3 separate regions of the Sus scrofa genome follow, and all the other regions are linked to region 3. The links are chromatin contacts, called in public Hi-C and promoter capture Hi-C maps. All regions are on one chromosome and are shown on one strand. The core of a region is the stretch at or near the end of the contact, and the rest is flanking DNA. Distances in the headings are between cores, read along the strand shown. Region 1 holds the start of GNPDA1 (glucosamine-6-phosphate deaminase 1). Region 2 has its middle 51 kb from the start of NDFIP1. Region 3 has its middle 150 kb from the start of FGF1.

Evidence for each region. Promoter capture Hi-C pulls out the DNA fragments that hold promoters and counts their contacts. Hi-C and Micro-C count contacts between places; a contact is called where the count stands out from the background.
Region 1: a promoter capture Hi-C map of liver shows a contact between it and region 3, with 7 times the contacts expected there. The contact joins the promoter of GNPDA1 here to the enhancer-like site in region 3. A contact is called at or near these places in 1 of 5 promoter capture datasets (liver) and 5 of 47 Hi-C or Micro-C datasets (embryonic fibroblasts, mesenteric adipose tissue, retroperitoneal adipose tissue and 2 more).
Region 2: a contact with region 3 is called in a Hi-C map of subcutaneous adipose tissue, with 4 times the contacts expected there. The contact joins two enhancer-like sites. A contact is called at or near these places in 1 of 5 promoter capture datasets (liver), 20 of 47 Hi-C or Micro-C datasets (alveolar macrophages, brain, embryonic fibroblasts and 12 more) and 1 of 2 datasets of contacts at active chromatin or transcription factors (skeletal muscle).

What each region holds. Positions count from the first base shown.
Region 1 is chr2:143,614,344-143,618,377 of Sscrofa11.1, reverse strand. GNPDA1 (glucosamine-6-phosphate deaminase 1) reads left to right here and starts at 2,341. Exons shown (of 7, transcript NM_001244093.1): 1 at 2,341-2,386; 2 at 3,491-3,620. The coding sequence starts at 3,497. It overlaps LOC106509594 (a long non-coding RNA gene), which reads right to left. Exons shown (of 3, transcript XR_002341961.1): 2 at 2,929-3,012.
Region 2 is chr2:143,737,133-143,741,769 of Sscrofa11.1, reverse strand. No RefSeq gene overlaps it. Among named protein-coding and RNA genes, the nearest start is that of NDFIP1, 51 kb to the right of the region's middle. Within about 2 kb of position 2,754, at least 8 of the 83 cell types and tissues checked have an H3K27ac peak or open chromatin away from gene starts, as enhancers often do. A contact at or near this core is called in liver and subcutaneous adipose tissue, where this site is marked.
Region 3 is chr2:144,091,493-144,095,556 of Sscrofa11.1, reverse strand. No RefSeq gene overlaps it. Among named protein-coding and RNA genes, the nearest start is that of FGF1, 150 kb to the left of the region's middle. Within about 2 kb of position 2,791, at least 12 of the 83 cell types and tissues checked have an H3K27ac peak or open chromatin away from gene starts, as enhancers often do. A contact at or near this core is called in liver, retroperitoneal adipose tissue and subcutaneous adipose tissue, where this site is marked.

The sequences.
Region 1 (4,034 bases), core at 1,092-3,591, 480 kb after region 3:
GAAAGAGGATGCGTAGACAAACTCACAGACGAAATATTGGGGGGGGGGAGAAGGAGAGCTCACAAGTCTTTAATTTAGCCAGCTTCAGTTCCAAAACAAGGGCTGGAAGGATGGGTGTGGGTCCCTGTTTAAAACCAGGCATGGGGTGGGCAGAGCACGAGGGCAAAGGTCAGGGTTGAGAGCATTTCGGGGTTAGAGGGCGAGCCCTAAGGAGGGGGAGAGGAAGTAAGGGCACCATGGCTAGCCATGAGTGCCACGCTTTGCTACGTCAGCCATTGCATTCCCCAGGGGATTGGTTGCAGGACCCCCAATACCAAAATCCACACATGCTCAAGTCTTTACACGAGAAATGACAATATTTGCACATAACCTACTTACACCCTCCCAAATACTTTTTTTTGTTTGTTTTTACTTTTTACGTTCACATCCACGGCATATGAGGGTCCCAGGCTAGGGGTCCAATCGGAGCTACAGCTGTCGGCTTACACCACAGCCACAGCAACACCAGATCCAAGCCGAGTTTGTGACCTACACCACAGCTCAGGGCAACACCGGATCCTTAACCCACTGAGTGAGGCCAAGGATCAAACCCGTATCTTCATGGATGCTAGTCAGATTCATTAACCACTGAGCCACGATGACAAATACGTTAAATAACCTCTAGATTTATTTATTTATTTTTTATCTTTTCTAGGGCCACACCCGTGGCATATGGAGGTTCCCAGGCTAGGGGTCCAATCGGAGCTGTAGCCACCGGCCTACACCAGAGCCACAGCAACGCGGGATCCGAGCCGCACCTGCAACCTACACCACAGCTCACTGAGCGAGGCCAGGGATCGAACTCACAACCTCATGGTTCCTAGTCGGATTCGTTAACCACTGAGCCACGACCGGGAACGCCTAGATTTCTTATAATACCTAATTCAATGTAAATGCTATGTAAACAGTTGCCAGGCTCACAGAAAATTCAAGCTTTGCTTTTTTGGAACTTTGGAAAGTATTTGGAAAAAACTTTCCATCCAAGGTTGGCTGAATGTATGCATTCTGAACCACAGATATGGAAGTGTTTCATTTAATACTCACAATAGCCACAGGAGGTCAGTATTACTTAATTTGTACTTAATTTCCAAGACAAGAAAATTGAGAGCTGGAGCAAGTGAATCCTTTGCTTGAGTCATTCACTGGAGAAGTGGATACTGGCTAGACCAGAATTCAAACCCAGGTGTTTTTCTTAGTCCCCAAGCTGACCCCAGAGCCTCCAGGCTTAACGGACATCTGCATTGGTTCCCTACAGAAAGGGTAACTGGGAACCAGGCCCAATTGAGGTCACATGAAGTCACTTTCTGGAAAGACTCCAACTGCTGCAGACCCAACCTGTGCTATCTGAAGCGTCAGGGGTGGGAACCTCACTGCAAAAATCTGCAATCCCCAGGCTGAGATGAGATTTCTGACTGAACTAAACACACACACCCACCCACCCCACCACCAACACCTGAGGCCAAAGAATGAGTCACTGCAAAAATCTGCAATCCTCAGGCTGAGATGAGATTTCTGACTGAATTACACACACACACACACCCCACCAACACCTGAGGCCAAAGAATGAGTCCCTCGAACTGTAAAAGTAATGGTCTCACCAGACAAAGCCCACTCTCTCAGGCTGGTCTGGAGCCACAAAGGGGCCCAGGAAGAGGGGTGAGCCGACCCACCAGACCTGCAGGATGTGGCCGCCAGCTGACTGCGACCAGCACACATAGTGTGTTCTCATTTCTGTAAAATACAATGCAAAGATACTCATGTAAAACCGCTGAGGATGTAGCCTCAACCCTTAGCAATGATTATTTTGCAGTGGGGAGTGCAGGAGACCAGGGGCTACCTTATTCTCCAGGTAATACTGCTGCAAAGATTGATTTTTTTAAAAAAAAGCAGAAAAAAATCCAATTATACTTAAAACGAAAAAGCAGTAACATCTGGATAAATAAATGACATCTAAAAATAAATAAATAAACTGAAGGCAGAGCCAAGCCCAACTCTAAAGGAAGCAATCTGCTCCCCTTCCCCGCCCCGCCCCGCCCCAGCCCTAAAACCCCGGCCCCAGCCCCCGGTCCTGCGGGGCTGCACTCCCGGGGGTACCCGGGGCCCCCAAGTCTCCGTCCTCCCCCAAAGCAGTCTCCAAGGCCCGCCCCCCAGGCTCTGCCTGGGCCCTGGCCCCTGAGCCGAGCCGGGGAGGAGGGCCCCCGGCCCGCCGGGCACAGGCCTCCTGGGAACCGCGGGCCCAGACTCGGCCCGCGGGCGGGCGCGGCATCGCGTGACCTGCAGCCACGTGACCTGCGCGGGGCGGGGCCGCCAGCGCCGTGTCGCCGCAGCCGCCGCGGGAGGCGTCCGCGTAAGTGGGGAGCCGGGTCCGCGGGGACCCTCCCCGCGGGCGGGGGGGGCCAGGCACTGCCCCAGCCTCTGGCGCCCTGGCGCCGGGACCCCCAGCGATCCGCGCAGACCCCTTCCCCGGGGGGTGGGGGCAATGGGCTCGCCAGCGGGGGGGGGGGGGAATACCCCTGTACCCCGCCGATCTGGCCACCTCCCCGCGGGCCTTCCCACTCTCATTTGACCGCAGGCAGCGGGGAACGAACGCCCTCCTTCCTGAGCCATTACCTTTAGCCTGTGCTCTTTGGGGGGAACTGGGGATCCGCAAAGCGAAGCAGGCCAGGGGGAACACCCCTCTGTGGTACTAAGAGCACCCCTCTCCGGGCCCCCACCTGCCCGAGTGATCCAGGGTGACCCCGTGGCCCTTCTGTTTATCGAGGAAGAGTCCACGGGTAGAGTATCCAGCCAGGTGGCTGTCGAGGGGCGGGGAAGGGGGCCTGGGTCGAGCCACAAGATAATTGTCAACATATTATGTGGTTTACATGCAATTTCTCATCTAATACTCACTATCGTGAAATTTGTCAGGTAGGTGCTCTTTTCAGTAAGATTTCGAAAACGGGCTCAGAGAATTTTGCTCCTTTAACCAAGGTCCTGCAGTTGATAAATGGAAGAACAGAGATTGGAAACCAGGTCTTGGAGTTCCTGTTGTGGCTCAGTGGTTAATGAATCCAACAAGGAACCATGAGGTTGCGGGTTCGATCTCTGGCCTCGCTCAGTGGGTTAAGGATCCGCCGTTGCCCCGAACTGTGGTGTAGGTCGCAGACATGGCTTGGATCCCTTGTTGCTGTGGCTGTGGTTTAGGCCGGCGGCTACTATAGTTCCAGTTAGACCCCTAGCCTGGGAACCTCCATGTGCTGAGGGTGCAGCCCTCTCAAAGCAGCACCTCGGAGTGGGTGGTGGAGGCATTTGGCCCAGCCTGTTAATGCTCCTGAACTGAAAGCGTCTTCCTCTTCCTGGCTCGGACCGCGTGGAGAGAGGGCGCTGCTGGGTGCCAGGACCTTCTCCCCTCCACCTAACCACCTCCACCCCCTTCTCCCTGCCCCTTATCTTTTGCCACCTGCCTCTGCAGAACAAGATGAAGCTCATCATCCTGGACCACTACTCCCAGGCCAGTGAGTGGGCGGCCAAATACATCAGGAACCGCATCATCCAGTTTAACCCAGGGCCAGACAAGTACTTCACGCTGGGGCTCCCCACCGGTGCGTTACTGGATGGGGAAGGGGTGGGCGTGGGCATCAGGGGCTTTTCAGGGGCCAGATAAGTAGGCTTCGTCAACCAGAGGTCTTTAAGGAGGGCTCTGAGGCGCTGGCCCTACGAGTGATCAACTTGCCTGTCCTCCGGACATACAAGACAGGGGAGCCAGCTTTCTCTCTGGGTTGGTTGTGTTGCTGCCTGGTTCTGAAGGGTCCTGGAGTAGAAGGGATCTTGGTTGGGCAGGAAAAGCTTTTTGATTTTTAGGCCATATCCGGGTGTTGCCTTTGTTCAGCCAAGTTTCCTGAACAAAATGAAATCCTAATACCCTCAGGCACACATTTTCTGTAATGAATCAATTGCCCTGCTCTGGCTCTAGAGCGCACCTCAGCATCACCCTTGGGAGAATTGAGAAGAGGGTC
Region 2 (4,637 bases), core at 1,505-4,004, 350 kb after region 3:
ATAAGAACCGCTACTGGAGCTGACTTGCAGGACATATTTTCTGCAAGACACATTTATTTACCTTTCCTTCTAATAAAATATACCTGGCAATAAATAAAAGGCAGTAAAACATCCAGGGCTTGCTAGTAAAACTTGCCATGTTTTTCATGACAAATTTTTAGTATACTGCTTTTGGATGGATCACGTACTATGTGAAAACAAGCACCCAAGGAGGACACGACTGAAACTGGCACCAAGGCACAAACATCGTAATTTGTCGTGAGTACAGGGTCTGCGCTCAGACGACTTACAGTGCCCCCGCCCCCGGAAGACCAAATGGGGCTTTAAAACGGTCCACGCACTGCTAGCAGTCAGCCACTCATATAAAAACGCCACCGTAAAAGCTATTCATCTTTTTTTTTTTTTTTTTTTTTTTTTTTTTTTATAGTTTAAACCACAGCCCAGTGAATCAGTTCATCACACTCTTACATAAATGTTACAGTGGGGGGAAAAGCGTCTTTCGCATTTCAGACATTTTTTTTCTTTTCTTCCTTCGTCTTCATTGTTTTAAGAACACCTCTCAAGAAGCTATCCAGCCACTTTGTGGAGACAAAACCATATGTACAGAAAAGTGACTCGGATAAAGGAGGAATTAAAAAAAAAAAAAAAAACCTGTAGTCACTCTTCAGATTTATTCTTCAGCTGAGGCCAATCCTCCTTTACGGGGGCTCCTGGCAATTCGCTGGCCGTCTTATCCTGGGGTGTCGGGAGGATTCGAGCAGCAGCCAAGAACCAAAGGAACCGATCTGCTCTCTCTTCCCTCGGCCTCTCCCAAGTCAGACTTCCTTCCCCCCAGGCCCTTCCCACCCACCTCATCTTTCTTTCCTCCTCCCTCGGTTCCTTAGGAAAAGGATTCTTACAGCTAACGTGAGGGAATGACATCTAAATAAAATTCCTTCCTGACATACAAAGGTTGAAGATGACTTCAGACTCTAGAAGGGGCTTTTGTGGTTCCTCATTTGGGGATTCGGACAAAGCACAACGTTTTGGGTTACTGGATTTTTTTTCTAATGTAGTAGCAGGTCATCCGCCGCCCGAATTAGGTTTACGGTACAGACATGCTCCCTTCCCTCCCGCGGCCTACGGAGGGCAGGGCTCGCAGAAGGGCCCCACAGCCAAGGGAGCGGCAGACGTGGCATCTGCCAAACGAACTGCCACGGACAGTCTGCCACGGACGTGGGCCACATACACACCTCTAGAGCTCCTGGGGACCTGAGGGGCCTGCTAATCCACTCCTTTTCCTTTACCCTTAAACCGCTGCAAGCAGAGGAAGAGCTACCCTATATATATATTTTTATTTTATTTTTTGCTTTTTAGGGCTGCACCCACGGCATATGGAGGTTCCCAGGCTAGGGGTCGAATCGGAGCTGTAGCTGCTGGTCTATACCACCCCCACAGCAATGCGGGATCCGAGCCGCGTCTGTGACCTACACCACAGCTCACGGCAACGCCGGATCCTTCACCCACTGAGCGAGGCCAGGGATCGAACCCGCAACCTCATGGTTCCGAGTCGGATTCGTTAACCACTGTGCCACGACGGGAACTCCTGTTTTTAAAGGCCTCCAAGGAAGAGTCCACAATCCCTCTTAGCCAAGCAAATACTTAGAAATTACTCTCCTCGTGGCTCTGCAGACACATTCCTTTCCGTGGTCTTACCATAAAAAGAATATGGTAGCATGCGCTTTGAGAAGCCCTACATGGAAACAAAATAGTTCTTAATTTTATCCAACTATTGATTATATATTGATAAGTTATTATTAATTTAATAATAAAATCATAAAACATAAAATTATAAAAATATAAAAATAAAACAAATATGAATTTTATTAATTTAATAAAATCATTAATTTTATTATTAATTTTATCCAACTAAAATGTGTCATTAATGTTATCCAGCTAGCAATTAACTCTTCATCTGAAGTAGGTAAACCTGCTCTGTAGCTGTCTTCTCTGGAAAGTGAAGGTCTGAGAGGAGTACTTACCCATGACCCTTCTCTGGAAGCTCTGGGGAACTGCTGCAGGAACCCGATGTGACCAATTATAATCCCACAGGACGGGTACTAGGAAAATGCCCATGAGGGAGTTCCCTGGTGGCTCAGTGGGTTTAGGATCCAGTGTTGTCACCGCTATGGCTCGAGGTCAGTCCCCGGCCTGGGAACTTCTGCATGCAGCCCCCACAAAAGGGAACAACATAAGTCTGGTTTCAACACCTAGATCTAGAGACGGCCTTAAGGCCAAAAGGAGTTGGGAGACCTACATACAGATGAACCCCCCCACCCCCGACAAATGCGGCCAGAGGAAAGACATGTACAACTACCCCCAAGAAGGCTTTCTCACACACATGACCGTGGGGGCACGGACTGCAGGTCTGAGAGTCACCGAGCCAAGCCTAGAAAAAAGCGGACTGCTAACTTTGCTTTCTCTTGCCCACCAATGCCCACTATTTAAAAGAACTCTAGAGAAACAAATAATGCCAGCAGTTACAGGTAGGAAAAGCACTGATCTTGCTTAGTAATATGCCTGCAACCCCAGTTAAAATACAAACTGGAAATACATCATGAATATAATCCTCACTGTCGATAATCAGAGGAAAAAACCAGCACACTCGAACGGCCAGAAAGACCTCTCCCCCCAGCGACTGCCAAATACAGCCTGAGAAACGTCCTGTCCAGACAGACATGGAATCAGGAAGCAACCGGCAAAATTCTTTCGAAAACCTCACTGAGGGCACATTTTAGGCTGACTCTAGTGCAAATGCCAAGAAGGCTGCTTCGTCAAGTGTAACTGGAGCCGAGCTACGATAATAGGTTGGCTCCCGTCCCCTCCGCCCAGCTCAGGAAGTTCGGGCTTCAAGGGGGGACGGCGCTCTCGGCAAAAGGGACCCCAACCAGCAAGGTGAAAACTGGGTGCAGCTCCGGAGGAACTTCAGGAGACAGTCAGGCGGCTTTCAGAGGCAAAGGCAGCACTTCCTCAGTTCTGCAGTTGAGCTGACAATGCTTCGGGGCGAGAAGTCACCCTCTCTATTTGAGGGTGGGTGTTTTGTTTTGTTTTGAAGCTCTTGACGGACCGGGTGAAGCTTCCAGACCAGTAATGAACAGCAATGAATACCATCTTCCCAGCGGTCCAAGATTTGTCTTTGTAAGACTTAAGGAAACCACTTTTCTCAGTTTTGGTGTTTAGAAACCTGCCGTCACACAAGGATTAGGACGTTGGTGAAGCATTTCAATTCTCACATAAATGACAAAAATGAATCCCTTTTAGAGCAGGAGGAGCAGCGCACTCTCTCCCGCAGCCACATCTCCGTTTCTGCCCTGGATGAAATCCTGCCCCAAATGCAAGAGGATTCTCTATGCTTCGTAGACTCTAGAGTCAGGTTTAAAAGACTTGCACTTACGTTTATATTGTAGTCGCGTTGCCACGTGAATTAAAACTCTCAAAATCGGAAAGCAAGGCTCTTTTGGCAGAGAAAAAAAGACTTTTAAGCAAAAACGGGGATCCAAACAAAACTTGAGTGATACATCTAGTCTACAAATGACAAATTAGCCCCTATAACGAGAGGGCTGAGCTGATCAAAATGCCACGCAGCAGATGGGACGCTTTCAAATGGCCCGACAGGGCAACTGTCCCCAGGAAGATGCCCTCCACTCAGATGGTCTGAAGAGCAGTCTTTCCAGGTCATAGACTTGTAGGCAAGAGAATGGACTGGGTTCTAAAAGAACCTCTTTTTATTTTATTTTTTTTGCTTTTTAAGGCCACACCCGAGGCACATGGAGGTTCCCAGGCTAGAGGTCGAATTGGAGCTGTAGCCACTGGCCTACACCACAGCCACAGCAGCGAGGGATCCGAGCTGCATCTTCGACCTACACCACAGCTCACGGCAACACTGGATCCCTAACCCACTGAGCGAGGCCAGGGATCGAACCTGCATCCTCATGGATCCTAGTCGTGTTTGTTCCCGAGAGCCTCTTTTTAGAATGATCTAGAATCCGTTTCTGGAGCTCTCTTTTCCTCCAGAAAAGTTTCTACTCTCAACCTGCACTTACCTTCACGTTCAAGAATTCCTGGCGCAGCTGAGACGCCCCCCACTTTAGCAGCAGAGCCTGTGGGGAACCTGAAGTTCCCTGTCAAAGAGCACTTGTTGTGGGTGCTCTGAAGGAGTACAACCACACACGTGCCAAAGTTACTGGAGTTCCCGTTGTGGCGCGGCGGAAACGAATCTGACCAGGAACCGTGAGGTTGTGGGTTCGATCCCTGGCCTCGCTCAGTGGGTGAAGGATCCGGCATTGCCATGAGCTGTGGTGCAGGTCACAGATGCGGCTGGGATCCTGTGTTGCTGTGGTATAGGCTGATAGCTGTAGCTCTGATTCGACCCTTAGCCTGAGAACCTCCATATGCTGTGGGGTGTGGCCTTAAAAAGCAAAAAAAAAAAAAAAAAAAAAAAGGTACATATATATCTGCAAAGGGAAAGTTAAGCCTTAAGTACTTTCCTTTGGTACTGGCAGTTTAGCAAATGGTCTCACTCAATCCACCTTATCTGCCTTACAGGCTTTTCTAAGTGCTATTTAGGCTTAAAGACGTGCAAAACAAAATTTTTGAAG
Region 3 (4,064 bases), core at 1,542-4,041:
TGGCAATAAAAGAAATAGCAGTGAAAATACACAACGCCCTGTGTTGCTTCCTCTGAAATCCCTCAAATGGGAAAAATTAAGCTAAAAATGTGAGGACTTATCATTTCCTTTTAAGGGTGGGCTTTTGGAGGGGAAGGCCCAGACGGAGAGGAATCTCTGGGCTCAGTCATTGAGAGCGCAGTTTGAAATGCGAGGGGCCAAGGGCTCCTGCCCTGCTGCTCCCACCCGCTCCAGCACCCCCCATCCCCGGGGACCTCCACACTGCTTAGGAAAAGCAGCAGGACTCAGTTTCTTAATCAGTTCCTGACCTTAGAATTTAAAGTCAGCTCAGGAGGGAAGGAGACGGGGTGGGTGAAGGAAGGCCCCCTGGGAAAGACATCAAACGGAATGGAAGCATCTCTGACCTCTGGGTCACAAGCCACTTAGAACAAACGCGCCCTCTCCTGCAGCCCACCCTGGGCGCCGGCGCTGGAAGCCAATTCCGAGTGATTTAGGAAACGGGGCCGGCCCCGGGGCGGGCAGGAAAGGAGCGATTAAGGGCCAGAGGGAGAAGTGAGGCTTCCTCGGGAAGGAGCACATTTGGAAGCGAGGCAGGAAGGGGGCAGGAAGCTGCTCTCGTAAAACAATCTGACAATTATGTGTCAGTCTAGGAGGAGGACTCTGGAAATTACGGGGCTGCTGCGCTGCCCTCCCCTGCGAGCTCCTCACGGCTGCAATGAGCTGCAGGAGGAAATTACACTTGGGGCCAGGTGCTTGATGCTCTACGTTTGGGTTCAACTTGGGACTGAGAATTTTACACTCACTTGCCAAGGGGAGCAGTTCCCTGCAGCGGCTGCACTGATTCCAGCAAGCCTGGCACGCTGGGATGGCAGTAATTATACCTGGCACTTAGCAAATGCTCCCTGGATCCAGGCGCATCACCTGCCTAAACGCACAACAGCAGTACAACAGATACGAGACCCAGTGAGGTTCCATGACCTGCCGCAGAAAATTAGCCATAAGTGGCAGAGCAAGAATTTGAACCCAGGTAGCCTGTCTCCAAAGCCCCACACTCAAAATCCAGTTGAAAATATATGCTATGGGTATTTTTCACAAGAGCCACCAGAACCATTATTTTATATACGCATCTGGTGGGAAGAGGTTCTTAGTCAGACTCCTACCCAAACACAGGCGCTTCTTCTCCCTGTCCAGCCTCCATCCATCCATCCATCTAGTTCTTGCTTCTTTCCTTAGGTCTCTTAAGGATCAATGGTGTGAGCAGCACAGCAAGGTGCTAGGAAGTTACAAGACCCATTCCTGCTTCCAAAGACAACGAGAGGACACTGTTTACAGACTTAAGGTCTTCTCCTGGGCCTTGGAAGGATACTTCTAGGGCCAGTCTGGGTTTTCAAACCCTCGGGAGCAGGAACTTCTCCCAGCGCACACACCAGAGTCCTGGCACATTCTGACCTCTTGTCCACCAGGCCCATTTCAGAGGGGACCCTCTGCGACACACTGGGACACGTGTTCAAGGGGCCAGGGGCAATGGGGACAATCTGACTTTTTTCGCTCACAGGCTGAGAAAGTGCGGCTCTGAGGAGCTCCCCTAGGGCACCCGAGAGGAGTTCAGGGGAGCAGCGGCCAAGGGTCCTGACTCCACCAATCACTGGCTGTGTGACCCTGGGCAAGCTGCTTTGCCGTTCTGAGCCTGTCTTATACATTGAAGACTGTCGTGAGGATTCAATGACACAATGTGTTGGTTTCAAGGACAGCACTTTCTGGAACATGGTAAGCATTCGCAGAGCCCTGGCTCTGACCCTGCAGTCTGTGCTGGGTGCATGGGCAGCCACTCCTGTTCTGACAACCTCCTCTATTTCAGAACACTCCCGAGACGTCAGAAATTCTTTACCTCCTCCCTAGCTCAGTTTCATGATGCGCAAATCACATCTTTATGAAACCAGCCCTGACGACAGGATTATTTCCTTAGGTGTGGGGTCTCACATTTATTCATCATTTGCAAATGCTAAAATGCACCTTATGCACTGTAGATAAAAACCAGGCCCTGAGAGAGCTAGACTTTGAGTTCGGACTCCACCCCCGCCCCTAGAAAGTCACGCAACATCTCTGAACCTTCAACTCCTCATCTGTATAAACAGGGATAATAAACATAGTTCTCATCTCATCAGGTAACTATGAGGCTGGGATGAAAGAATCTAATTTGAGTTTGTGCCCGGCTTCAGGTAAGGACCCACTGAGAGTTATTTCTGTTGCTCTCCTGAAAATCGAGCAAGTAAAACCATCATTTTGGACTCCTAAGAGAACATGAACAATGCCCATGGTCTTTAGCAAGCAGCTGGAGTTAGGTTAAAGCAGAACATACGTGCCCATCGGCATAAATGGTGCTACCAGAAACACCGAGGAGAAGGTACCACTAAAAACCTCTTATTAATTCACTACAAATTTCCTTGCGATACAAACGTCTAATGGAGCAAAGAGAAGAACAGAACAGAAAGCACAGAACACAGAATTCGCTGCAAATTTCGCTGCAATACGAATGTCTAATGAAGCAAAGAGAAGAACAGAACGGGAAGCACAGAACACAGGTGGTAGAGGTTCCTAAAGGCTTGACATTTGCAGTGTGATGTCCTTGGTTCCGTAAAAGAAACTTCCAGTAGCTGACTTTTTAGGGGTGCGTGCCTTGAGCACCCCCTTCCCAGCAGATGCCGTTTCATGAACAGACTGCAGGTGACAGACATCAGCGCACCACGCCAAGACTCCTGGCCCAAGTAGGGTTCCGTTAGCCCTTCTGTTGTCTTGTACTTGTTTATAATGGTATTTCGTTTGCCTTTCATCCTTCATTCTTCACGTTCCTTACCTATACTAACTGCGAGATTTTATTTTCATTCACCCCCTTGCCCTGGCATCGTACACAAAGTATGCAAATAGGTTCTGGCTTCCTGACAAACCTTATCTGGAAATTCCAATGTCCAATATAAACTGATGTGCCAACAGTCCAGAGCACGGTTCAAATAAACAACAGAAGGGGCCAGGAGGGGGCAGTGATGGGGCAGAACTTGCCAGAGCGAGGTTATTATCCTGGATGACTCGGGAACAAACAGAAAACATTTGGATTTAGCCCAGGAGGGGGTGCTGCCTACTTCCAAGACAGCCTTGCTGAGAAGGCTGGGCAGGGGCTGTGCCCTGGACGGAGGCTGAGGTTTGGGCTTCTGAGCAGCCCTTTCACGGTGCAGGGGGGGCAAGGTTCCAACGGGCCGGGTCCTCTGATCCAAGGGACTCTGCGTCTACAGCAGACGGCAGGCAGGAGTCTGGGCAGGCAAATCTGCTCCTTGGTCCCAAGCAATTATCCAAGCGGCTTGCTGGGCACCAGACAATGTACAACAGATAACATGAGAAAAAAGTAAAACCATCGCCATATTCTAAGGCGGTTTTTTTTTTTTTTTTTGGTTTTTTTTTTAAGATCCCAAGAGGGGAAGTGTTAGATATAGCAGTGGGTGGTTAGAAATCACAGGATATTGAATGAGCCCTGAATTTGGACCTTTTCCTGCCCTTACATAAGGTGTCTTTCTATTTCCAACGAGCTTCAAAGTCCCTCCTGTCTTTGTGGTGGAATAACTTCTCTGCCGCTTGTGATCTCAAGGGCTGGCCTCTGTACTCCTAGCTGCATGCCCGCCCGCGTCTTTCTCCCCAGAGCTCCTCAGCTATCTCCCTCACCGCCTGAGAGCTCGCTAGACCCACACCTTAAAGCGATCATCATTGCTGGCATGTTCTCAGCGATAAGACCCAACTTTGGCTGGTGATGCGCTTTCAACACCCCACAGTATTGCACTGAAGCAGATCACCATCCACCTGCTTCTATGTCGTGCTTGCTCTGAACAGAAACCCACACTTACACAGGAACAGGAATAGAGAATAGGAAAGAAAGCAAATTGTTGTGGCTCCCAATGGGAAACTGAGTTCAAAAGGCAGCCTTGATCCTGTTGGGAGAGTATAAATGCCGAGGGCACGGCTTACGTATTTAACGCATTATTCCACCGAGTAAGTCCAAGTCTGTAATTCCTCCTGCA